Regions from separate parts of the Mus musculus genome. Here all the other regions are linked to region 6. A link is a contact called in public Hi-C, Micro-C and promoter capture Hi-C data. All regions are on one chromosome and are shown on one strand. Each heading gives the region's core, a stretch centred on a gene start, on an enhancer-like site or on the middle of the called end of the contact. The rest is flanking DNA. Distances are from core to core; before and after follow the strand shown.

Region 1 (2,700 bases), core at 53-2,552, 830 kb after region 6:
TTTGTGTTGAGTTGACAAACAAAACAAAACAAAACAAAAAAAAAACTGGCCAGCACAATGTCTTTCCTCTGCATTCTTTCTCAGACCTTTCCCTTTGATACATTTGTCAGACTACAGGATGTGCCACAAATTGTGCATAGGATCCATAGTTCCTGTCTTTGACTCAAAGGGCAGGGCCTCCAACCTTCAGCTTCTCTCCCTGGTAATTCTCACATCATTGCTATTTGTAACAGAAGGGTGGAGGGTGTTAGAGAGGAGAAATAACTCCCCCTTGAGCATTAGAGGCCACCAGTCAGTTTACAGAAGGGGCTGAAGACCCACCCTCCATTCAGCTCACATCTGTCAGGACTGGGCTTTAAGGACCTTGTGTGGAGTCTCCACGGATTAGTTAAAACGAGGCTATTGGTTAGTTAAAAGGAAGCTAGTCAGAAAAAGGTACATTCCCCTTTAACAACTACTTCTGCCCTCTTAGTGCATGCTGTCCTTGAGCCAGGAGCTGAGATTAAACCTGCAAGCAAACACTGGAGATACATGGATCATGGTGGCCCAGGTCATGCAGACTTCATGAGCTCACTTCCTGGCCGGTGACATGGGGATAATACTCACCTTACCGAGCTGATGTGAGGATATGAAGACAGAAGTGACTGGAAAGTTGAAGAATTGTTCCAGGGGAGTGTTTGCAAGATGATTAAAACAAAACCCAGTCCAACGCAAGCAAACAACCAGTGTGTGGGGACGTGTTCCTCAATAGAAGTAGCTTAGACAGAATGGGATGGGGACAATTAAAAAAGTTTTTTTTTTTTAATTTATTCTCCTTAATGTTTAAACGATCAACCATGACTTTGAACGTAGCATTCCTTCCTAGACCACTAACGAAGGTTAATTAACTGGGTAAAGACTCCGATTGAGAAAAAAAAAAAAAACATCGCGCCATTCTGAAACTGCTGGTCCTGTCTGCTCTCCATCCTGGGCTTCCTGGCCTAACCTCTGCCTTCCTCTTCCCGCATCTGACTAGTCCCAGGACCCAGGAGAAGGGAGTAACCCGCCCCAGCCTGAGGCTCCCGCGCAGACCCGCCACTTGGCTGGGCAGGGTTAGCCCGCCCAGCAGAGGAGGCGGAGAGGGTCAGCAGTGGGCGGGGCTCGGGGTGGGGCCACGGCTTGGGCGCGCGGCTGACGCGACCCAAGGGTTTAGAGGGGAAGCGGGAGTGACAGGAGAGGCGCGGCCTGGACTCGGGGGCGGGGTCATGCGTGCGGAGGCGGGTCCAGGCTTCAAGGGACCGGGGCGCGGCGATCAGGGGCGGGGCTTCCGTGCGGTGGGCGGGGTCCTGGCGGGTCCAGGCTGAGCGGGTAGGGGCTCGCGGGGGCCGAGCTCCTGCATTCAATCCACCCGGCAGCCCTCGAGCTGCACCGTCTACCCCGACCCGGGACGCCGCGGCCGGGGCGAGGAGGGCAGAGGGACGCGGCGATGGCTCTGTGGGGACTCCCGGGGTCCGCTGTGCTTGCTGCTTCAGTGTTCGTGGGAGGCGCTGTGAGTTCGCCGCTGGTGGCCGCCGGTGAGTGCTTTGGTCCTGGTCGGGACGCCTGGTGAGTTGGGTCTGCGCACGGAAGGGAGCCAGGGGCTCGACGAGTCGGTCGAGCCCACAACCCCGCCGCGCCCTGAGTTGCGCGCGCCCTGCTGTGCTACCGGATCTGGCTCTGAACATCTGGGTGTCCCGGGGTGGCCCGGGCAGGGTGCGGCGCGCAGCGCGGCTCCAGTCCTTCCCCACCCGCCTGCCGGGGTCCCGCCTTCCCTCCCCGCCGCTTCTAAAAAACGGCGGGACCCCAACTCGGATTCTTCAGGATGTCGCTTTCCTGGGATGCCTTCTCCCTAGCCGTGGACCCCTTTCTACTGTCCTGGTCCTCAGAGGCCTCACCAGGCGAATATCTTGACACCCGGGATAGGGTTCTGCTTTCCAGCCTCCTTCCTCGCTTTATTTTCTTCTTTCCTTTTCATTATGTTAAAGCCTTGAAAGTGCCAGTCTTTGCAGGTGGTTATGGATTCTTTTAGTAAGTCGGGAATTTCTCACTCCTTCCCATACATGCTGGATAAATTAGGCCGGGAAAGAGGAAAGACATCTATAATGTATACTGCTTTTTCTTTGTATCAAATCCTGTCATCACAAAAGGAACCTCTGTGGTCGGGGTGGAAGCCACCAAGCCGAGACGCTGAGTGCTGTCTTCAACTACAAGCCATCAGCGGGAGTTTCTAACTGAAATCTAAGAGGTCTACCTTTTACTTAAGGACGCCTTTGCCTTGTGCTCCTGTTTTTATAAGGCACACACCAGGGATTCTTAATAATTGTTTCCCCCTCTTAATTGCCACCTCGCTGCAGTACTTAAAAAAAAAAAGTTAAGCCTTCCTGGCCGTTTGGGGTTACCACAGGCTGATTCTTACGTCAGCAGGCTCTGCCAAGCTTGCCTTCAGGGGTGGCTCCTCTTCAGGCCCAAATAATAAGCAGCTGGAAGGCTTCCAACGGTGACTGTCTTCTCTATAAAATATACGTGCTGCTCTTCTTTTTGGAGAATGTTCTAGTCACTCGGAGCTTTGGAGCCTGCTTCTCATTTGTCCTTTACTTTTTCATGGGCATCAGAACGAGCTAGCAAGGGAACAGGATAGATAGACGATGTGTCTCCTGGGTATTTATTAGCAGATCCGCATTT
Region 2 (2,700 bases), core at 99-2,598, 980 kb after region 6:
CCTGGCTGTGGAGCTACTGGTAACAGCTGCTGGAAGAGGCAGTTTTCTCTAAGAGTGGAGGTGCAGGCAAGTCTACTACACACACAGTCAAGAAGAGTGGGGTGATACAAACTTCTCTTGGAAGATTAAAACAAACAAACAAACCACGAACTTGAGTGTAGGAACTGGGGAGGAGTTGGGAGAGGGACATGGATGTGATTAAACCACTAGGAAGTTCCCAAAGAATAAAACAAATCTATACAAAGAGAAACAAGTAAAGAGGCAGCCAGAGCATCCAAAGTTAGAGCCTACGGTCATTCTAGATTTTATTTTCCTTTTAAAAAAGATGTACTTGTGTTTATTGAGAGTTGACTCCTATGTTGTGTTTTGTTATTATTTGCTAGAGTTTAGAAACTCAGGAGAGAGAGAGAGAGAGAGAGAGAGAGAGAGAGAGAGAGAGAGTTAGAGTTGGTGTGCTTTATTCCAGAGAATGGGGGATGCAGTAAGAACATACACAGAGGAGGTTTAGCTTTTTTGTTTTTAACCTTATTCAAGGTCAGCCTCACGGGGCAGAGTGGAGGGAAGGCAGTAGGGCTGACTCAGGAGTGGCTACACTGTGGACCTGGGTAGGGTAGAAGGTTGTGGCTGTTGGCATTTCCTCTAGGCTCTGCCCCACAGTTACCTGGAAACAACCAGGTATGCCTCATTTACTATAAAAGGAGCTACTTGCCCCCTCCTTGCTCTCTTGCTCTCCTGCTCTTGCTCCTGCTTGTTACCCCGTCTCTCACCATTCCCCTCCCCCTCCACGTGCTCACAGCTGATCTCTTTCTCCCTCTCCCTCTCCCTCTCTCTCTCTTTCTCTCTCTCTCCTCCCTCAACTCCTCCCTGCATGTCCTAAATAAACTCTATACCGCACTATACCATCATGTGACTGGTACCTCATGGGGAAGGGATGCCCCAGCATAGGCCCATAGAGACTCCCCCTTCCCCCACACCATACCATGCCTCCACCAAACAGACCCCTTCCTCTTCATTTTTTTTTTTTTAAATAAAACACAACAGTGGCCGCCAAGCCTAGAGGTCAGCACTCAAGAGGACAGACATAGGAGAGAATGCTAATCCTCCCCACTCCCCCCCAGCCCCCAGCAAGAGGACAGTTCATAGCAATCACTGACCAGAGAAGAAACCCTGATTTTCAGTGAAAGAAACTAGGCTGAAGGCCTGCTACCGGGATAGTCACCGGCATCTCTTATTAGAAACTGGGTTCCCGGTCTCTTCTGCTTTTCAGAATTTAAATATTTATAGTCAGTTCTCTCCACCTCTTTCCCCACTCAAAGCTTCCTCATTCCTCCGCTTTGAGAACATGCTTCTCTGAGAAGTCCCACCCCCTTCCTTCCTGGCATACAGTGACCCCTAGGGCTCTAATAACCTCTTCCATCTCTCACTCCTTGAAGCACAATTTGCATTCCATTTTGAGGGTGACTCAAAGTTCTCTGTCTCGGGAGACTATGAGGAATAGCCCAGTGAGGAATACAAAGACCATTTACTTCTGTGTCCGGGTCAGCAGAGCACAAGTCCTAGGTAGCTAGTGCTCCGGAAATGGGAAGTCTGCAGTTGGGTACTGTTAACTCAAAATAACCAGGAGGCTAACAGCCCGGGGCTTGTTTACACTTTCAGTTCCCACAGAACAACCTACAGTAAGAAGACAAAGGAGTTTTAGGAGTATATGCAAGTAATACATCCTTGAGTTTTATCCAACCAGAGAAAGCCAACTAATCAAGCCATACCCCAGTAATACCTGGCTGTCACCAATCACCTTATTTCTGTATCTCTGTTTTGACTTCAGCCAGTAAAACCCCTTGCAGAACTGGGGGACTGGGGGCTGGTGTGTAGCTCAGTTGGTAGAGGGCTTGCTGGTAACTGGCTACATTGTGGCTCTTGGCTCCCAGTAGACTCTATTGCAATGATATCTTCTAAAGTTTTGGTTCTCCAATGGTCACGTACATGTGTAAAGAGCTAGTATTCAAAAACTTTATTTGCAAACCGAAATTCTGCATTGGAAGTCCTCTGGAGGGTTGACCTACCTTCTAATGTATGCAACATATAAGAAATGTGTAATGCATATTTGTTGAGTGAACCAGAACTCCTTGCAAGTTGGAAGTCTTATTTCTTTAGGGTTCATTCAAACTTTGCTAAGTGCTTTATAAAGAGAGCCCTTGACGAAGGTGGCTCCAGCACGATTTATAGCTACAGGTCCAGCACGGGCTCTGACAGAGTCATGCTATTAAAGGGCCCCTAGTGCATCTTCTCTAGGACCCGACTCTCAGGTATAAAATATGCTGCCAATTTTGGAGCAAACTCTTCTCTACTTGCAAGCATTTAAAGCCAACACGAAGCACCACTGAACTAACTGCGCCTTTTTAGGGGAGAGAGTAATTTGCAAGCACATGAAGATTAGTAATCGTCCAGTAGGCAAATATTTTTTTTCCATGTGCCACCCAAAGCAAACAAATGAAAACAGAAGCCAGATTTTAAAGGTACAGTGCCCTCTTTCCCTCCCTCTGTGCTTTCATGGCAAAGATCTGTTTCTTGATCTGTCCCAGCTGAGACTAGCAAGAGTATATTGCTTTCTTTTACATTCCGAGGTGATTGGCTCCTCTGCCCCCCACCACCCCCCACCTTAACTCTCAAACCATTATAAAAGAACAACAACAGCAACAC
Region 3 (2,700 bases), core at 23-2,522, 780 kb after region 6:
CACAAATGTCAGGGCAACCATACAGGCTAAGAAACTCAAGTCAGAATGAGTTCTTGCTATGAGTGCGTAGTCTTTAGTGCTAAAGAAGTTATTTTTCTGGAAAACCCTCTGTAGTTGTTGTGGTGGCTTTTTGTGGTTGTGGTTGTTGTTGTTTTTGATTCATTTGACACAAGCTTGGGGCATCTAGGAACACTGAACCTCAGTTGAGTGTGTGTGTGTGTGTGTGTGTGTATGTACTGCCAAAGAAACCACACAGGAATATACATATGTATTATATACACATGTACATATATCATATGTGTTATATATGCATATGTATTGTATATAAAACAAGAACAAAACAAATGACAACAACAAAAACAAGCAAGCTGAAAGAGCATTGTCTCCACCTCTGACTCAGTTCTCTCCTCTAGGTTCTTGCCCTGCTTGAGTTCCTGCATTGGCATCCTTCAATGACAGCCTATGATCATGACATGCAAGGCAAATAAACCCTTTCTTCCGCAAGTCAATTGTGGTCATAGTCTCTGAAACAGCCCTAGACAGCTAGCTAGGACAGGCTTAGTGGGGCAGGCCTCTGGGTCTCATTTTTAAATCACTGAAGCTGGAACAAGGGCCAGCAAAGCTTTTCTATAAATGACAGACAATAAATCCTTTAGGTGCGCACATCAGGCTGTCTTTGTCACAATTATTCAACTCTGCCATTGCCTCGGGGACACCACTGCAGACAAACAGAAACAAATGAACAGGCCTTACCAGCTATTTTGGGATTCTCTTGGAAGTTCCCTACCAAACTTTGAATTTTGTAACACATTAAGTGTTGTGAAATCTTTTTCTTCTTTTGACACTTTTCTATCCATTGAAAATGTAGTATCTATTCTTGGGCTCTCAGCAGTGGGCCTTATCTGCCCTGAGGTTACCCACTCTCTGATCCCTGGTTACAATGTTCTCATGTTAAACTTCCAACTGTCTTCCTATAGAGGCCACACACCTCTCCAAGGGGTGGTTGACTCAGAGATGAAGCTACAATCACTGTTAAGGCTCTGCAGTTGGTTGCTTGGCTTTTCAGTTCATTTTTCTTTAACTTTGAGGATTTTTTCTGCCCATTTTCCTTGAACTTGTCCAGCTGTATTGGGTGCTATGTGGAATGAACTCCTGGCCTGCGGTGAAGGTCACCAAAGGAGGTTTCGTTTCTCTGCGACTGCTGGCTAATCCGTTTCTGGATGTCAGAAGCACTTTCATAAGCCTCGCACGGTGTGCCATATGGAATATCGTTCTGTGCTCCCCAGAGCTCCTGTCGCTGCCATCTGTCTGCAACTTCCTGTGCAGTTTCTTTGGCAGTGGGGGAGCCATCTCTCAGAAACGCTTCTATAAAACAAGTTTTGAAAGCCTAACCCAAAACATTAGCCTCTCAACTTGGATGTAAACATGTTTAAAACAAATTAGTAATGATTTGTACTTAAAGGCGCAGTTTCGAACTACAAGTGGGTGCTGTAGACCATCGCCTGAGAGCATCCGGGTGCTTCCAGCTCTGTGAAAGCCCAATCAGGAAAAGCTTTACCATCTCCTACGTTAAGGACTCTCACACCCTGGAACCTTGCCCTTTGCCTATGCTCAGCTTGCATTCTCAAATATCCTGTCATCTAATACATCTATCCTTGAATGAGTTTATATTGGCTTGACCGAAAAGGCTGCTTTACACTTTGTAAGTCTATATCCCGTTTCATGCAGCAGCAACGGCACGATTTTGACTTAGTGAGGTGAGTGTTCTTGGTTGTGAAGACATGAGCCTTGTTATATTCTCTTTGTGGTCAAATAGGGATAACTGTAAGAGAGGTGTTTATACTACAGCAGTAAATGAGATACTCAGAGGAAGGCACTTTTAGCTCTTTGGACACGTGCATATTGTGATAGCCCAAGATCACCAGGTGTGGATAAAGGGCCTTGGCATCTATGTGAGAAGGGCTCAGTTTAAATCTTCGCTCTTTACCAATACTAAAGGAGTAAAACTCATTGGCTATCACCTCAGACCAACCGTGTCTAAACCGACCAACCTCGTCTATTCAAATGGGGAGCAAGAATCCTGCCCAAGACTTCAAAAAAAAAAAAAAATTAATGGAACCAAGGAACATGATGTAAAGACAAAACTCATAGGTGAAAACTCACAGACAGATATAACATTTGCTCATTCGTATGCATATTTATGGCTCTCCAAAGTTAAAACGTTGGAGAACATATGTCTAAAAAACAAAGAAATTATTGTTATAGGTAAACACGGGAGCTCTTCAGAGGAGGAGGTTGTGCCTGGTGGGCGGAAGAATCTGGCTGAAGTCAAGTTAAACATGTAGATTCTTGTGCCTATCCCAGACATTTTGTTGGGACAGATGTGGGATGAATAATAAACTCCTCAGGAGATTCTGATGTAAATAGTTATTGGGCCAGATCTTGAGAATACCATCTTCTGGTTTGGTGGAAGAAGATAGAAAAGAAATAAGTACTTTCTCTCTAATTTTAGTTCCCCAGGTATGCCTCCTGCCCTTCATTAAGATGGGGCTCATGGGTACACTGTGAGGATGTGGGAAACCAGGGAAAAGATGAGGTCAAAGTGGGAAGAATATGGTACCAGGGTGTGTGCTCCTTCCCAGATGTTTGGTTGGTGCCGTTAGTGATGCTCATTTTAGAGTTCTTTTCGAGTGGGCATAC
Region 4 (2,700 bases), core at 107-2,606, 960 kb before region 6:
AACCAAAAGCGCGAGCGGGATAAACTGCCCCGCGGTCTGACTCCGTCTCTCGAAGCCCGGTTTTCGGAGAGCGAGAGGGAAAGTTACGGATGGGAAGGGGTGAGGGTCGCGGGCGCACCCGCCCGGAGGGAGGCCAGCCTGCCGGTGTGGAGTGAGCTTGCGAGCGAGCGTGCGTGCGTGTGGTTTGGAAGTGAGTAAATAAACAGCTCTACGGGCACTACCAGCCCGGGCAGGCGGCCCAAGTTCCCACAAGGCTCGGCCTGGGAAAACGGCGGGGCGCTCGCAGGGGCGCGAGGTCAAGTCGGGGCGGGAAGGCACCCGGAGAATCCGGGGGCGGGAGGGGTGTGTCGGGGCCTGGAGGCCCGCCAGGCGCTGGAGGAGCTGCCGGGGAAGCTGCCGCGGCGCCCGCCTTCGCTCGGCCTCGGGCCCCGCGCCAGGGCCCGCCTCCCGCGACGCCTCACTCCCCTTCCGCCCGCCCGCCCGCCCGGCCCGTGCCTGCCCGGGGTTGCCGCGTCTCTCGCTCGCCGCCCGCCTCGGGCCCTCCTCCTCTGGGACTCCGCGCTCCCGGGATCCCCTCCCGCTCTTTTCCTCCCCGAGTCCCGCCGCCCGCCTCGCCAACCTCCGCCTTTACCTGCTGCGGGAGCGGGGCGTCGAAGCCCCCGGGCCGTGTCGTCGAGTAAGCGCCGCGGGTCCGCAACCCTTTCCCGCCGCCGCCAGCCACTACGCTCTCCGGCGCGGCGCGGCGCGGCGCGGGGCTGGCGAGCAGCTGTGTCCGCGGGGCGGGGGTGGGGGAGACGCAGCGAGCGTGCGGAGCGAGGACACACTGCCGCTCTCCGTCCGACCGGGGAAGAGCAGCCGCGCAGGAGCCCGCCGCGAGAGGGCGGGTGGGCGGCCGCGTGGGGAGGGGTCTCGCGGCCGCCGCAATGGCTGCCACGTAGCCAGGTGGATCTCCGCCCCCGCCCCGGGGCCGCGACCTCTGCTGCTCCGCACACCCCCCACCCACCCACCCCGGGCTCTCCAGGATGCGTCGGCCCGCGCCCGCCACGGCGCCGGCCCGGAGACCCGAGCCCACCGGTGCTGGCGCCTCGCTGGCTCCGTTACGAGAAGTGAGTCCCGGGCCTGGCGGGAGGCGCAGCCCGGGACCCGCGGGGCCCCCCGAGGCTCTCCCGGAAGCTTGCGGCCCGCCGCTGTCCCCCGAGGGCTCCGGGGAAAGGCAGGCGCTGGGACCCCCCCTACTGCTGCCCGTGTAAGCGCCCCGGTGAGCCGCGGCCGGGTCTAACCCTCACCTCTCTCCCGAGCCCGAAAAGCAAAACAAGGTCGTTCTGGCCCTGGGCAGCGAGGGAGGAACTAGGAGCTGGGGCGGGCGGGACTGCAGCTGCGAGGTCGGCGGGGCGAGGCGATGGGCCCCGCGCTGTCCCCCACGGGGGCCCGCTCACTCGGGGCGGACGGGCGGCGGCGCCCCGCGGGAACAAAGGGCCCCGCGGCCCCAGCAACCGGGACGGAGGCTGCCGGGATCCAGCCCGCGCCGCCAACGTGCGGTCGGAACCCGCTGGCCTGAGCCCAAAAGAGCTGCGGCCTTTGCCAGTGTGGAGCTGGAGTTTTCAGGTGCCAAGAAAAAGCAACAGTGTTCCCTTTCCCTGTTAACGATCCTGGATGATTAGCCCGTCCCCTAAGCCCGCTCCATGTTTTTCCTTGTTGGACTCTGACTTCCTTGCTTAATTTGTTCTGTCCTGACATGAAACGATCAGAGTACAAAAGTGTGTGTCTCTCTCTAGCCTTCTGATTAATGATGCTACTGGTCGTTTCGGAGTTTTTAGTTTTGTTCTTTTTGTTTTTGTGTCTGTTTTCTCCTGGACTTTCCTCTCTCTTTGCAATTACTTTGTATTTTTCACTGCCCCCCCCCCCCGTAGTAAAATAACCTCTTGATATTCATCCACATCAGAGAGACAGATTATCTGTCAATTGTTATGGCAATTATTTAAACTGAATGTAGATTTGGAAAGAATACAAGTGAAAAAAATCCCTTTAGATCTGGCTTGAACATTCTCACACTCAATGAGCAAATGGTCTAGTGGGGTTTTTTCTAGAAACTGGTGTATTTAAGCAAAGAAACTAGTGTACTTAAGCAAATAAATGTTCTAATGAAATCTCCCACACAGAAAAGAATATGAATGGATGTGTTTTTTATTTTCTTTGTCTTTTTAGAGATCTCTTGAGTTTCAGTGTTTAAAAATATATACTATACAAACATCTTTATTAAGGCTTATTCTAAATATGGTAAACAAAAGAAATTTAATAGTCTACAATCCCGAGCGTAAGTAGCTACTGCTGAGAACCTAACATTAATCTGTTTCTAAGCAGCTATTAGGAGCCTAATAACTGTAATATATGCCACTTTTGAAATGAAAGAAACTTAGTAATTATAGACTTCAAACAAACCTAGCAAATTTATATTAATTTTGTTCATCTGAAATATGTTCAACGTGATAATAAAAACTTGTATTTAAGTTCTTGAATTTCTTTTGAACATCTGTTAAGGATTTATCACATCTTAAGTCCAAATAATAAAAGGGGGGAATTCTTAAACATTAGAAAATATATTTCAAGGGACAGCACCACCCAATCTGAATTACTTTTGCTTACTATGTCAAAAGAAAAGTATCAAACCCATAAAATTCTCACAGATGTAAAGAACAAAGC
Region 5 (2,700 bases), core at 77-2,576, 870 kb after region 6:
AAGAGATCTCATAGTTCAGGAGGTGACTTAGACTGTGTCAGCTCGAGCCTATGCTCGCACCCTTTATCCCCCTCTATCGGGATCCCCAGACCTGTGTACAGCTCGTAGCCTTTGAAGCACAAAACTTTGATGTAATGGAAATATTCCCAGAGCTTTGTCGCCATCACCTAACAGAGCCGTGTGTGTCCCTCTCTGTAGACAACACTGGTAGCCACACGTTACACTCCCGAGCAGAGACCACTCCATCGTCACCCACCAACAACCCTGGGAATGGACACCCGGAATACATCGCGTACGTGCTCGTCCCTGTGTTCTTCGTCATGGGTCTCCTTGGTGTCCTCATCTGTCACTTACTTAAGAAGAAAGGCTACCGGTGTACAACAGAGGCGGAACAGGAAGTCGAAGAGGAAAAGGTGGAAAAGATAGGTAAGTAACCTCTGCTTTAAAAGGAAATGGCTTGAGGAGTGGGTTCTAAGTGGAAAAAACAAAACTTCATATATAATCCATTTCTTTATGAGGAAAACTATTTTCTGCAGTAATCAGAGTTTGAAACCTTGCCTGCATTTATTGAATGCTTGCTGAGGGTTTACTTCAGAGCCTGGTAGCCCGGGACTGTTATTTGTATGGTATATATTTATTTCTAATTGTATTGACAGTGAATTTAATGAGGGTACCTTCTCTCCACTTTGAAGGGTTAATGTGAAATTTTGAGACAAGGTGTTTTGGTGATTGGCACTTACTCATAAGCCTAATCCTTGCTGTTACTTATTGAATCAAGATTCTAATAAGAACGGTAGGGACGTGAAACGGGTCTCATCGGGTTTGCTGTGTTAAGTATCACTGGAGGAGTTCTCATTGAAGTCCATGTGACTGAACTGTATATTATTAATGAATAGATGTTTGTCATAGTTCGGTAGAGCTGCAGCAAGAACTGGTGCTTCCATGTGAGTGTCAGGGCGCTCATCTTTCCCTCTGCACATATGTTGATAGCTTGTGGTGGGGTCACCTCCATCCACAGCATGTCTTCCTCACTGATATTCCTATCCAGTCCTGCCTGAGGGAGGTTTCCTGATGGGTCCCAGGACTGGCAGCTCACTCTTCATCCAGCTCAGCCCCTCTGTGCCATCTTTGCAGGGAGGTGACATTTGGAGTAGGTCACCCATGGAGCCTACCGGCAGGGAAGGTTTCTCAGTGGTGGCTTGCCAGCTTGCTGGACTGTTGGTTTTTCCACCCCCACTGACCTTTGAGGCTGGGGAACATGGGTGAACAGGATGAGTCACGCTCAGCGAATGAGCAAACCGGCCTTGAGTGTTTGTCAACAGAGCAGGGCCTCCCCCGCTGTTCCTTCTAACCCACGAAGCAGGCTGGCTCAGGCTGGCTCAGGCATCAGCCCCCACTGTGACTGTCCAAACATCTATAGGTCATAGGGGAGAAGCCTCCCTTGGGGTGCAGAGGACACTCCTGCAGGTACATGGGTGTGCTGTTGTCCCAGTCTGTACAATGTCTCAATCCAGTCTCAGCTGGTCCTGCTAAATAAATTATACAGATCGGTTTCCAAATGGAGGCTTGCCCCTCTTTCTCCGCCTGACTTGGCTGTCACGTGCTGGGTCCCCAAAGTAAACTGAGTCTGTAAACAAATAACCAGTGCCCAAATTTAGCTACCTTGTTTCAAAGGAAAAGAGAGTTTTATAAACATGGATGAATACTTAGTACTTACTTGTTCAGTTGAAACCATTAATCAGTAGGCCAGTTGTATACAGCATGTCTGAGATTCGATAAAACCTTTTCGTGATCCTTCTTCTTGTTTCTCCAGAGGGTTGAAGGTAATAAGGAAAGATAGGAGAACGTGGGGGCAGAGATACATGCACTCCTGTAGTGTCATGCAAAGCAAGGGGATGCTGGACAGTCCTGCGCCTTTTCTGTTTAATTTATAAATGCGTGTTCAGCCCAGGAATTCAAAAACGTGTGGCATCGGGAAGGTGGGGCTGAAGGATTAAAGCTAGACTCTTTGCACTGTGTGAGGGTGCTTAAACTTTCTGGAAGGTATTCGGCGAGGCCTTAGGCTCTCAGATAAATGTCTAGTTGACTTGTTGCAGGTGATGGATCGTAACGCCGCTCTGTCCTCTTTCTCTCTTAGAGTTGAATGACAGTATAAATGAGAACAGTGACACGGTCGGCCAGATTGTCCAGTACATTATGAAAAATGAAGGTAAGGATATCTTCGTGCTTTGGGGCATCTCAGTGTTATTTAAAAATCTCCTTAGAGTCAGAATTTGAATGGCTTCGCAGGGCTTTTACCTGAACTCTGTAACTCCTCAGCTTTTAGCACTGTCACAACAGGAGAGGTTGCCTTGGTGGTGTTTGGTGGCTTCAGCACAGCAAAGGGCCAGGAAGGTCGATAGCTTCTAGGCTGTGTATCACGTGACTTTATAAAGCCTCAGCTTCCTCCTATGGAGTGAGAGTTACATTACACAACTGTGTAGGGTAGCACAAGCGATGTGCTGGGAGTCATAAGGACTCACATCTTAGCTGGTTCTTGTGTTTCACATTTAAGGACATGAGTTTGAACTGGGAAGAAATTGAGGCATCCTGGTAAGAACTGGGGAGTGACGGCCAGGGCCCACGTGCCTGTAACACCAGCCAATGGGTGAACTGCAGGTTCAGTGAGAGAGCCTGTCTCCAAATAGGAGGAGAGTGATT
Region 6 (2,700 bases), core at 173-2,672:
ATTTATCTTAACTGGCCCACGTTCACTCAATTTTGCTTAGTGACAAGATATCAAATCCAAATGAATTCAGAATACCAATTCATACTTCCCCCCCAACACCACTCTTGAGAATAAAGTATCTCCAACAATATTAGAGGAAAAAAAATATAAGTTCTTAGAACCAAATCTCATGACTCCGTGTAAAATAAAATCTCAATGACTCTGTGTAAAGTGTTTATTTTGAAGAATACAAGGTAAACATTATCCAGTGTCCATTTAACCTGAATTATTCAAAGGCTCATTCATATTCAATTAGTATTATTGTAAAATACTACTATTGTAAGTACTGCAGTAAAAATTTACAGAAGTGTTTCTGTTATCCGCCAAAGACATGGATATGACAATTCCAACTCTTATTTGCCACCTCCAAGCTATCCAAAGGTTCTGGTCCACACCACTGTCCTGTGGTCCCTACAGGGCTCCGGTTCCCTAACACCGAAGGCGCTCTGCACTGCTAGCCACGCTGCAATCCTTTGCTTCAGGCACTGCGGCAGGTTCTCTCCAAGTCCCCAAAGGCAGTCTCTCCAAACCTCGGTGGTTCTTTTCCTCCCCCCTGCCTTCCCCCACAAGCCAAATGACCCAGCAGTTAGCGCGCTCCGGGTACGGAAAAGGGGATGCTTCTTCAGTCCCAATCGCCCCCAAGTTTCTCGCCAGGGGCGCTGGAGGCTGGGCTCCAAGTTTGCTGGGCGGCAGCTGGGGGGCGCGGGCGGGGGGCGGGAGCCCCGAGTCCAGGCGGGAGGGGGAGGAGCAGGCGCGCGGCCTCGCCGCTACCTGGCTCCTTCCAACGCGGCCGCTCGCGGGGTGCGCCGGGGGCTCCGATGGGAACCGAGCGCGGGGGACCCGGGACCACACAGGTGAGCCCCGCCCGCGGGCTCCCAATCCACCGAGTTCCCCTATCCCACGATCCCGCCCGCCATCCCCTCCCCCTCGCTCCTCCACCCCAGCTCCGAAGCACTTTCCCAAGCCCGAAGGAGCCCTCGCTGCACCCCGAACCCGTTCTCCGCGTCCTGCTTTCTCCGAAGGGAAAAAAAAAAGGAGAGAAAGAGAGAGAAGCAAGCAGATGCGGCGCAAAGCGGGGCGCAGGACGGCAAGGTGAGGGCGCGGGGACTTACTCTGCCAAGCGCGGTGCCGAGCGCAGCGGCCAAGAAACCCAGGCCCGGCTCCCCGGCGCCCGGAACCCCGCGGGCCGGCAGGTCAAGCGCTTCGGGCCGGACGGCGTCCGGGATAGGGACCGCGACCGCACGGACGCGCGGGTGGGGTTGGCTCGGGTGGCGCTCGCACTGCGCTCCGGCCGCGGCTCCGCGCGGCTCGGCTCCCCGCTCCCCTCTGGCTCCTTGGCACCAACTCTGGGCAGTCACATGACGCCGGCGCCGCTCGCTCTGCGAGCCTCCCCGGGGCTGGCGGGGTAAGTAGAGGCTGGGAGCCGGGGTGGGAGGGTCAGGGAGGGGCAGCGGGAGCCGCCACAGCCGCCCGGGCTGGGAGGGGTCCCCACCCACTTGGGTGGAGGCAGCCGCCGGAGGGGTCGGCGAGTCACTGGCAAACACGCACCCCGCCCTGCCCTTCCCCGCCCCCGCCTCCCGCGCCGCCCCCGCCCGCGCCCCGCCCAGTCACCCGGGGCCAGCCTGACAGACACTCATTATTCCCCGGAGCCGGGCGCCGCCCCGCCGGCTCGACCTGTCCCGGGAGGCGCGGCGCGGCCTCGGGGCTGGGCGTGAGCGGCCCCCGCCCGGCTCTCCACCCTGGGCCTCCACCCCGCCTGAGCGCTCCGCCCGGCGCCCTGAGCCCGCGGCCCCGCCCTAGCTGTCCTGGCCTCCTCGCTGCGGCCCGAGCCCCGGGGGGAAGGAAGGGCGGCGTTGGCCCGCTCCGGGCGTCACACGCTCTACGGCCCCTAGCGCCGCTTCCAAAACACACAGCCCGGGTTCGCAGGCGAGCCGAGGAGTGGGGGAGCGAGGCCGTCAATCACTCGCTCCCGCGGGAAGGGCCGCCCCTCCCGGGCAGAGGGCGGTGGAGCGGGTGTTGCGGCCCAGGATGCCCTGTCCCTACGTCGGGGAGCGCGGTGCTCCAGGAGCGATCGCTGCCTTGTGCACAGGGGTCGCGCTGCAGCCTGCGCGCTGGCGCTGTTCGGAGACTTCGGGTCGCCCCTGTTCTTTCGCCTACCCTGCAGGGGCCGCTTCCAGCCTGGAGGGACTTTTCTTGGAAAGGTGGAGACCCCCGGAGGAGTGCGACTCCCCAAGGGCCCGATGCTCTGGAGCGAAAAGGCGTTCGCTGGTCAGCCTTGCTGCCAGAAAATTTAGCAAACTTCGGGCAGATCCTCCCACCTGGGGCGAGAGCTCTGGCTGGCCTGGGGCTCAGCCCCGGGACCTTTCCTTTCACACTTTAAGAGCCTCAAGGCACTTTTTCCGTGGAAACCAGGCCAGCGCGAGGACAACTTCGCTGAGCTTGGTGCTAGGCTAGAGTCGGAGGCTTTTGAGTTTCCTTTTAAAACAGTATTAATGTAATAAGGAACGCAATAAAAAGAACAAAGGACAAATTGGTTCAATTGTTTTAGTTCTGTGTAATGTTTTAAAACAACCCGGCTTCAGTCTATGGCTTGTTATTACTTCAAGATGTTTTAAAGGCCCTGTAAGTTCACCATTCTCACTTCACTTTGATGCTTCAGCC
Region 7 (2,700 bases), core at 166-2,665, 890 kb before region 6:
ATCTTGAGTTCAAAAAAATCCTCTTGCCTAAATCTTTTGATTTAGCTGCAACCATAGGCCAGTTAAAAGGTGGGCATTTTAAAGAACAATGTATAAATTCAATTGCTGCCAGCTTCTTCTTTCTGTTTTTTTGAGATAGGGTTTCCCTGGCCATCCTGGAACTTACTCTGTAGACCAGGCTAGCCTCGAAATCAAAGATTTGCCTGCCTCTGCCTCCCGTTGAAAGGCGTGAACCATAACGGCCTAGCTTCTTCCTCTTTTCATTATTATTATTAATATTTTTTACTTTTTTTGAGACAGGGGTTCTTTGTTGCCCTGGCTGTCTGACGTCCTGGAGCTAGCTCGATTGACCAGGGTGCCTTGAACTCAAGAGATCCGCTTGCCTCTATCTCCCAAATGCTAGGATTAAGGGCGTGCACCACCATCACCCCCTTCTGCTTATTGTTTTTGTTTTTTTGAGACGGTTCTCTGTGTAGCCCTGGCTGTCCCTGGCTGTCCGGGAACTCACTCTGTAGACCAGGCTGGCTTCGAACTCAGAAATCCGCCTGCCTTTGCCTCCCAAGTGCTGGGATTAAAGGCGTGTGCCACCACTGCCCGGCTTGCTTATTGTTTTAAAAGGTGGTTTCCTGAAATTATGTGTGTATTGTTCAGGTTCATTCGCTTCAATATTTACCTTAAATTGCTCAAGCACCGCTGCACTAAGTTTTCTTTGGCAAGCCTTTCCTTTGGAGGAGAGAAAAAGTAGAGCTTTGGTGTATTCACAACTTAAAAAAAAAAAAGAGGTCTCAGATTCACATAGGTAATTTGTAAATCTCTAAAAACACCCTCCCTCTTTCTTCTTCTGGGCTTCACTATCAGGAACCCTAGTCTGTGTTTTCAGCCTGTACCCAAAATGACTGGGAGGCCAGAAGCCCCGGCACCATAGCTTGAGATCGCATGCCAACTTCCTATTTTGCAGCTTTGAAAACCTTAATGGTAGGAGTCTAACTAAGGTCGTAGGCTGCGACCTAGGGCGACTCTCCGGAAGACGCGAGAATGAGCAGCCCGAGTTGTAAAACTTTGCCTCGGCTTCCAGAGCTCTGTTTGGAGGGGAAAGCAGCCGTTTCTCCAGATAATTAACCATTTCTCCACCGGTCCGGTCACATCCCCGCCAGCCAAGCCTTCAAGAGCCCCGGACTCCGCGACAGCGGTGGCCGGGAGTGTCGCAAAGCCGCGCCTCCCGGGGTCCGCTTCCCGCCACCGGGGCTCCTCCTCCGCGCGCCGGCTCGGCTGCCGGCCCCCCGGAGGCGCCCGCGCGGGCAGGTCTTGGCGCCAAACGGGTGGCGGCGCTGTCCACCACGCGCGCGGCCGCGTCGGGCTCGAGGGAGGCGGGGGCTCGGCCGGCGGAAGAAGGGGCGGGAGCGAGGCGCGCGGTGCTCTCGCGGGCTCTCGCGCCGCTCGCGTGACGGGCTCCGGCTGTGCGCGGCGACGCTCAGGCTCCGCGGGGCACGGGCGGGCCGGGAGCGCGCCGCGGCGAGAGGGCGTCTGGTGCGGGTGGGCGCGAGGTGCGGGCGGCCGGCCGGCGAGCGAGCGAGCGGCCGGGCGGGCGCGGGGGACGCGCGGGCGTGCACCCGCGCGCGGGCTCTCGGAGGAGCCGCGGCCGAGGCTGCGCTTCCTCAGCCCGACGGAGAGCGGCAGTGTCGCCCCGGCCGGCGCACGCTCGGCCCGCTTCTCCCCCCGCGGCGGCTGCTCCTCGGCACCGCCAGCCCCAGCGCCGCTCCGGGGCGGGCGGGCGGCGGCGGCGGCGGCGGCGGGACGGACGGAGCCGCTTTGTGTGCAGCCCGACGAGGGGCGGCGGCGGCGGCGCAACCACCTGACAGAGGCCCGGCGCTCGCTGCACCGTCCGCCCGCATGAGGAGGAGGTAAAGCGGCGGCCGGGCTCGCGCCCTCGGCGGCGAGGGAGGGACGGAAGGGGAGACCGCAGGGGAGGGCGCGCGCGGAGGCCCGGCGGGGTTGCCCGGAGCGGCGGCTCAGGCCTTGGCGGTGCCGAGGAGCGCCGGGCGACCGAGGGGCTTGAGATGCCGCCGGGCTCGGTTGCTGAAGTTAAGGAACAAAAATGTGAAGTGCGGAGCCGGGTCCTTCGCTTCCTGGCGAGGGGCTCGGGCGGCTGGCGGGGGTGGCGGGCTGGCCGGGGAGGGGCGGCCGCGCGGCGGGGACGCCGGGAGCCCGGGGCTCGGCACGGCTATGGCGTTCTGCTCCCGGGCGCCGGCGCCGCGCGTGGGTCCTCTTGGGTACCTAGTTTTGCGGCCTAAGCTGAACCCTCTAGGCCTCGAGTCTCCTTTCCCGGAGGTGACCGGCCAGGCGGGGACCCAGCCGCTTCTCCTGAGCCAAGTGGGGCCGTTGGGTCCTCAATGTCCCCCCGAGGCCACCAAACTTCCGTCCTAGGTGCTCGGGGATACATTTCATTGTGAAAAGAGGGCTAGGAAACTCCGGGAGCTGCTCGGCGCCTCTCGCGGCCGGGGCTGCTGCAGCCGAGAACCCCGTGGCACCGGGGCTGGCTCGGGTGGGGGTGGCGGACGCCTAGCCGGGTCCGAAACCCAGGGAAGGAGCGAGTGGCGGGGTCCCCGGCCTCGGGGGGAAGAAAGGGCCCTTTCTAGATTAGAGATTTTTGAAATGAAAAAGAGGTTACAAAGTCGCCCCTTTTCCCGCTGAACTTTGATT

The links. Promoter capture Hi-C pulls out the DNA fragments that hold promoters and counts their contacts. Hi-C and Micro-C count contacts between places; a contact is called where the count stands out from the background.
Region 1: a Hi-C map of B cells shows a contact between it and region 6, with 14 read pairs. The contact joins the promoter of Rell1 here to the promoter of Klf3 in region 6. A contact is called at or near these places in 7 of 39 promoter capture datasets (cranial neural crest, embryonic stem cells, erythroid cells and 3 more), 10 of 484 Hi-C or Micro-C datasets (B cells, LSK cells, adipose-derived mesenchymal stem cells and 5 more), 6 of 115 datasets of contacts at active chromatin or transcription factors (astrocytes, embryonic stem cells, memory CD8 T cells and 2 more) and 1 of 9 other capture datasets (adipose tissue).
Region 2: a promoter capture Hi-C map of the C10 cell line shows a contact between it and region 6, with 5 times the contacts expected there. The contact joins the enhancer-like site here to the promoter of Klf3 in region 6. A contact is called at or near these places in 2 of 39 promoter capture datasets (the C10 cell line and liver), 1 of 484 Hi-C or Micro-C datasets (uterus) and 1 of 115 datasets of contacts at active chromatin or transcription factors (forebrain).
Region 3: a contact with region 6 is called in a promoter capture Hi-C map of hippocampal neurons, with 2.5 times the contacts expected there. The contact joins the enhancer-like site here to the promoter of Klf3 in region 6. A contact is called at or near these places in 4 of 39 promoter capture datasets (the HPC-7 cell line, hippocampal neurons, neutrophils and 1 more), 1 of 484 Hi-C or Micro-C datasets (cerebellum) and 1 of 115 datasets of contacts at active chromatin or transcription factors (bone marrow-derived macrophages).
Region 4: a Micro-C map of embryonic stem cells shows a contact between it and region 6, with 3 times the contacts expected there. The contact joins the promoter of N4bp2 here to the promoter of Klf3 in region 6. A contact is called at or near these places in 1 of 39 promoter capture datasets (liver) and 2 of 484 Hi-C or Micro-C datasets (B cells and embryonic stem cells).
Region 5: a contact with region 6 is called in a Micro-C map of embryonic stem cells, with 3 times the contacts expected there. The contact joins the enhancer-like site here to the promoter of Klf3 in region 6. A contact is called at or near these places in 2 of 39 promoter capture datasets (the HPC-7 cell line and cranial neural crest), 1 of 484 Hi-C or Micro-C datasets (embryonic stem cells) and 6 of 115 datasets of contacts at active chromatin or transcription factors (bone marrow-derived macrophages, embryonic forebrain, embryonic stem cells and 2 more).
Region 7: a contact with region 6 is called in a Micro-C map of embryonic stem cells, with 5 times the contacts expected there. The contact joins the promoter of Pds5a here to the promoter of Klf3 in region 6. A contact is called at or near these places in 1 of 484 Hi-C or Micro-C datasets (embryonic stem cells) and 1 of 115 datasets of contacts at active chromatin or transcription factors (memory CD8 T cells).

Annotation. Positions count from the first base shown.
Region 1 is chr5:63,967,499-63,970,198 of GRCm38.p6, reverse strand. Rell1 (RELT-like 1) reads left to right here and starts at 1,302. Exons shown (of 7, transcript NM_145923.4): 1 at 1,302-1,553. The coding sequence starts at 1,466.
Region 2 is chr5:63,825,844-63,828,543 of GRCm38.p6, reverse strand. The region is part of intron 1 of 0610040J01Rik (RIKEN cDNA 0610040J01 gene); the gene reads right to left. Among named protein-coding and RNA genes, the nearest start is that of 0610040J01Rik, 15 kb to the right of the region's middle. Within about 2 kb of position 1,348, at least 99 of the 459 cell types and tissues checked have an H3K27ac peak or open chromatin away from gene starts, as enhancers often do. A contact at or near this core is called in liver and uterus, where this site is marked.
Region 3 is chr5:64,021,728-64,024,427 of GRCm38.p6, reverse strand. No RefSeq gene overlaps it. Among named protein-coding and RNA genes, the nearest start is that of Gm25608, 21 kb to the right of the region's middle. Within about 2 kb of position 1,272, at least 32 of the 459 cell types and tissues checked have an H3K27ac peak or open chromatin away from gene starts, as enhancers often do. A contact at or near this core is called in cerebellum, hippocampal neurons and neutrophils, where this site is marked.
Region 4 is chr5:65,762,177-65,764,876 of GRCm38.p6, reverse strand. It overlaps N4bp2 (NEDD4 binding protein 2), which reads right to left and starts at 1,356. Exons shown (of 20, transcript NM_001024917.1): 1 at 1,287-1,356.
Region 5 is chr5:63,935,532-63,938,231 of GRCm38.p6, reverse strand. Rell1 (RELT-like 1) reads left to right here. Exons shown (of 7, transcript NM_145923.4): 2 at 199-426; 3 at 2,138-2,209. Among named protein-coding and RNA genes, the nearest start is that of Rell1, 32 kb to the left of the region's middle. Within about 2 kb of position 1,326, at least 76 of the 459 cell types and tissues checked have an H3K27ac peak or open chromatin away from gene starts, as enhancers often do. A contact at or near this core is called in bone marrow-derived macrophages and embryonic stem cells, where this site is marked.
Region 6 is chr5:64,802,243-64,804,942 of GRCm38.p6, reverse strand. It overlaps Klf3 (Kruppel-like factor 3 (basic)), which reads right to left and starts at 1,422. Exons shown (of 6, transcript NM_008453.6): 1 at 1,152-1,422. Gm38457 reads left to right here. Exons shown (of 2, transcript XM_006504241.4): 1 at 1-893; 2 at 984-2,573. The coding sequence starts at 654. The coding sequence ends at 1,448.
Region 7 is chr5:65,696,951-65,699,650 of GRCm38.p6, reverse strand. It overlaps Pds5a (PDS5 cohesin associated factor A), which reads left to right and starts at 1,415. Exons shown (of 33, transcript NM_001081321.3): 1 at 1,415-1,901.